Linked DNA regions of Anas platyrhynchos: region 2 is linked to region 1. A link is a contact called in public Hi-C data. All regions are on one chromosome and are shown on one strand. Each heading gives the region's core, a stretch centred on a gene start, on an enhancer-like site or on the middle of the called end of the contact. The rest is flanking DNA. Distances are from core to core; before and after follow the strand shown. Region 1 holds the start of EVA1A (eva-1 homolog A, regulator of programmed cell death). Region 2 has its middle 230 kb from the start of EVA1A.

What was found. Hi-C and Micro-C count contacts between places; a contact is called where the count stands out from the background.
Region 2: a contact with region 1 is called in a Hi-C map of liver, with 2.5 times the contacts expected there. The contact joins the enhancer-like site here to the promoter of EVA1A in region 1. A contact is called at or near these places in 3 of 8 Hi-C or Micro-C datasets (F1 follicle, liver and subcutaneous adipose tissue).

The regions. Positions count from the first base shown.
Region 1 is chr3:113,638,174-113,640,732 of IASCAAS_PekinDuck_T2T, forward strand. EVA1A (eva-1 homolog A, regulator of programmed cell death) reads left to right here and starts at 1,290. Exons shown (of 8, transcript XM_013093401.5): 1 at 1,290-1,568. The coding sequence starts at 1,469.
Region 2 is chr3:113,871,426-113,873,984 of IASCAAS_PekinDuck_T2T, forward strand. No RefSeq gene overlaps it. Among named protein-coding and RNA genes, the nearest start is that of EVA1A, 230 kb to the left of the region's middle. Within about 2 kb of position 1,281, at least 1 of the 8 cell types and tissues checked has an H3K27ac peak or open chromatin away from gene starts, as enhancers often do. A contact at or near this core is called in F1 follicle, where this site is marked.

The DNA of each region.
Region 1 (2,559 bases), core at 40-2,539:
AAACATTGTTTGAAACTTCAGCATAAGAAGCTCTTTACAAGGGCACTCAGCTCTGAAAAAAAAAATAAAAAAATAGAGGTGTTTGGGCTGAAGCCCCTTATGCTTTTCAGTTCTGAGGTGAAAGTTTGGCTTATTTCCATGTGGATGAGCAGGACAGAAGAGTAAAAACCAGTTGTGGCTTTTCCTTGGATGTTCCCACTCTGGTTATTTTTGGTGTGGAGAAGGTGCAGCTTTGTCCAGAAGCTGTGTGCCTGCCTCCCCCTTTCCTGGCAACCCCACACTGTGCTGCTCTGTGGGTTTGGGTGTGTACCCCCAGACTGCTAAGGGCTGTTGGCTTTGCCTGTCAAAACCATCTGCATGTTCTCTGCACCATCATTCTGCTCTAGCCTAGATATATCAGTTATGTCCATTATTTATACACAAAGCCTGAAATGCTGCTAATGCTGATGAGCAAGGCCAGGATCTCTCTCCTGTACCCAAGGAGTACATGTGTATGGATGTATGTGTGTAGATTGTGTGTATGGATGGAGATCAGGTAAAATAAAGTACTGAATGTGCTTCCAGGTGATCTGAAGCCTTCTTTTGGCTCTGAAGTGTGAGCAGAGCTTGGGTGAGCAGCTAAGCCCGTGCTGTTTGGAGGTTAAAGCAATGGCTATAGCAGGAGACAGGTCTCCTGGTCTGAAAAGGTTATGAACTGCATGAAAATCCTCTGTTGAGCTTGGTGGAGGGAAGAAGTGTGCAGGGGGATAGATGAAGACTGGCCTGTCTGGCTGCTTTCAAAAGGAAGGAGGATTTTGGGTGTGTGGACTGACACCAGCCCCAGTCCGGCACAGATCCAGGAGGGTTTGATCCCAGTGATACTAGTCCAAAATCTCTTCCACTGTGAGATCAGCTGTAAGGCTGGGCATTGCTGAAGAGTTGTCCTGTCACCGGTCTGGCAGGACACCACTTCTCACCCTGACTGCAGCAGCAAGTGCCCATCCTTCCAAAAATCTACGCAAATTCAGATGCTTTGTCCCGGGCTCCCTCCTTTGAAAACACTGCCCATCCTTCTGTCCGTCTGCACCAGAGAGGAAAGATCCCAGGGTGCCTGAAATAACAGCGACTTCTCTAAAACAACCCCCCAAGGAATCCCCCTAGCTTTTTCACCCCCCTGCCCTGCCGCTGCTGGACAGCTGCACGCGAGGAGCCCGCAGCAAATTTGGGCGAAAAAGCGATGGCTTTTAGGACCCTGGGACCTCCGCCAAGGCTCAGGTAGGTCTGTCTCATTCGTCAGCCTCACTCAGTCGGATTCATTCACTCCAAGGGATGTGTGTGTGTGTGTGTGAGTGGTTTTCCTTCCTGGCTGCTGGCTGCGATCCTTCCAAGCTATGGGACTAAGAGTTTTCTCCGGGCGATGAGTGTCGGGCTGGGGCAGAGAGCGCTTTCCTTCTCTCTGGAAGAAAACAAGCCGTGAGGATACCTAAGGATGTGCTGCCCAGATGTGTTTCCTACCTCTGCCTTTCTCATGGGACTGATGTGCTTGACAGCTTGCAGCAACTTTGCTAGGACTTCGGCAGACTTCTCAGGTAGGGGAGAAGTGCTGACCCAGCCGGGAGCTCTTGTTACGGTGTGCGGGGACGGCACAAGGAAAGTGGACGGGAGCAGATCTGGGAGAGTTACACAGGGAGTGATTTTAATCCTTTTAAAGTAATCTGATGGAAAGGATCCTTCTGTAAGAGGATTTTGAGTTTGTTAAAAGCCTGCCTCAATAACCCTGAGCAAAACTGTTTCAGTGGAGTAGGCTCTGAGTAACTTTGGGAACAAGGATGGGAAATGTTTTAACTTCTGTTTGTAGCTGGGTTTGTGCTGCCTTTCTCTGAGGAGTGAGTGAAAGGAGCTAGGTTAGGAGACTGGGATGGCTGAGGATGTAAGAGAAAGCTAACACAGAAATTTAAAGTGTTTTGCAATGGGCCAGATTCCTTTGCTCTTATATACATCTCCTGACTGTTTCAGAAATCCCAAACTCAGATAAAGGAAGCATTAGGTGCACATTATGAATTATACTCAGCCTATGATTGCTTAAAGCAGGATAAGATGTGTCTCATTTCTAAATATGTTGTAAAATAGGAAACTAAAACTATTCACAGCACTTGTTTTGAGTTGTGCACAGCACTTAAATACACAGTGCTTTGAAGGTGGGGAGTCCTGTATAAGTTTTATAACTATGTGCAGCTGCTTTAGCTACTTTAAAATTAGCTTTCTGCATCTGTTCTTTGTGGATGTGTGTATGAGTCAATGAAAACATACCAGGTCTCCGTTTGCAGTTGAGCAGGGTGATTATTTTGCTCAGGAATGGCTACTGGGGTCGCTTTGCTTTTGGGATATCTGCCCTAACTTTGTGACCTAATGTGAAGTCTAGCCTGGCATGTCCTTTAGGTGAGTGTTGCAAAAGGAGCAGATAAGAGCTGCCAATTGCAGTTTGCTAATGGAAAAAGTGTCATTAGCAAGAGCTGAATCTCACTGGTTTCAACACATCACAACACTGCTGCTTGCTTCCTGGGAGTGCGTGTGTCTGTG
Region 2 (2,559 bases), core at 31-2,530, 230 kb after region 1:
CTGGAGATGATGGAAATGTCACAGGCAAGAAAGCATTTAGGAAAGTCAACCTCTAAAGACATGTCAACTTTTTGCAAAGTTTGGAAAGCCACTCTGTTTTGTCTAGCTCTTTCACCTCGAAAAACTTACTCAAAGACAAATGATTTCCTCCAGCAACCCTTCCCACATCCCCAGCCAGTGATTCCCCCATCCTGCTTTGGCCCTTTTCCTGCTGTGTGTGCGCTCCAGGGTATGAAACACAAGAAGTTCTGCAGAAGTTTAATAACTGAATACTGTCATCAACAGAACAAATGCAGTGTTGGGAATTCGAGAGTATGGAAGTCAATAACATTATCAACACAGGAGATATTTTGTGTTTATGCCTAGTTTTCAAACGAATAGTAGGCATCTGAGTTTGGCTGCACTTGTGCATTCCAAAGGTTGTTACTGAGTTATCCTTCTGTTAGTGGGCTGCGACATCAGTCATCCTCAGAGCCCCAACTTGTTTGTTGGCTGCCCTTAAATTGCTGTGAGGAGTAGTGTATCCATGTGTCAGTTCTTCCTGCAGCCCTCTCCCCGTGGCAATGTCCCTGCTCTGCCATGGCCTTCCAGGAAAGACCCAGAATAAGAACAAGGAGAAGCACAGGTCAGGCAGGGGGAAGCCATGCATGGGGAAGCTCAGGGCACTTCAGTCCCCACTGACAGCCAAAACGAGCCTCTACCTGGCAAAATGCACTTTGCCAAGATCCTCTCAGTAGAACCACGATGGTGAAGTTGGCATCTCCCATGTCCATGATGCCCAAGACATCACAAAGGGCCGATGAGGAGGACTTCTCTGCATCAGAGGGGACAAAGTCACATTTGCATGGCAGCACCCCAGCCTTCATCCTTCAATTAATTATTTTATTTTTTATTTTATGTTATTTTGTGGGATTTTATTTTATTTTATTTTATGTTATTTTGTGGGATTTTATTTTATTTTATTTTATTTTATTTTATTTTATTTTATTTTATTTTATTTTATTTTATTTTATTTTATTTTATTTTATTTTATTTTATTTTATTTATTTCATTTCATTTCATTTCATTTATTATTTATTTTGCCAGTAAGAGCCTCCAAAACTTCTGGGTAAAATGGAGCAATACTAGAGACACACAAAAAACCTTAAAACGTCCTTGAGTAGACCAGAGAGAACAGGGAAATCGGAAGGATCCGGAGGTTCCCCCCTCATCGTACAGTTATCACCAGTTATATCTGATACGGTGGTGAAAAATTGCACCGATGTAGTGAGGTTGTACCGCCACACGATGGCATGCTCCCTCTTCAGCAGGGGTTGGGCTGGCGTGTTGCAGCAAGGGTGCTGGACGTATCCTTCCCCCGGTCCAGCAGCCCTGAGCATTCACCTGTCTCTTGAAAAGCAAGGATGAACTTTTGGAAGACACAGGAGGCTGCTAATTCTCATCAGAACTTACTGCTCCGTTTAAACAGGACTTCAGAGGATGGCAGAGACTCCAGCTGGAAGAAACTACTGAAAACCACAGAAATACTGCTGAGCTGGCATGAAACACGTTGGTGTATCTGTACAGTCACATCCTTCTAGCACCTGCTAGTCAATGATAGGTTAAGTATTAGGAGAATTATGAATACACTCATTCCAATCCTACATTCATTTGTTTTGGTTTCATTCTCCTATAATCCTGCTGACACAGGCAAAAGAATGTCTTTTGAACATGTATTACATAGTGCTTTGCACAAAGGATTTTTGGCTAGTTTGGTCCCACTGCATTGTATGTGCTAAAGGAAAAGACAGAAGCTGAAGCACAAGCTACTAAAGGATATTGTAAAAGTTTTGATGCTGCAAACAGCACTGATATGTCCTATCTGCCTGTGGGGTGGGAAGATGATTTACAGATAATCTTATCTATCACTTTATTTTGGGATGGTGCAAAAACTCAACTCCATGTGCTCAGGATTAGAGCTGGCTTATATATATATATAATGAGAAAATGCAGATTCATCAATACAAAAACTTTCTATAGGAACATATCCGTTCCACTACATTCAAAAAAAAGTACATCAAAGTACTTTGAAGTACCAGTGTTCTCAATTCCAGCCCAATGTTCTTGAAATGGAACACTGTAATTTTTTGTTTGTTTTCCTCCCTGTTTCAAAATGGTTTGCTTCTAAATAGATTTCATTTAGTGGTTATGTTCTAGATTTTAACAATAGCACCTGATTATCTGGAGAGCAAGTCCTATGAGGAGCGGCTGAAGGAGCTGGGCTTGTTCAGCCTAGAGAAGAGGAGGCTCAGGGGTGACCTTATTGCTCTGTGTAAGTACATTAAGGGAGGCTGTAGCGAGGTGGGGGTTGGCCTGTTCTCCCATGTGCCTGGTGACAGGACGAGGGGGAATGGGCTAAAGTTACGCCAGGGGAGTTTTAGGTTAGATGTTAGGAAGAATTTCTTTACTGAAAGGGTTGTTAGGCACTGGAACGGGCTGCCCAGGGAGGTGGTGGAGTCACCATCCCTGGAAGTCTTCAAAAGACGTTTAGATGTAGAGCTTAGGGATATGGTTTAGTGG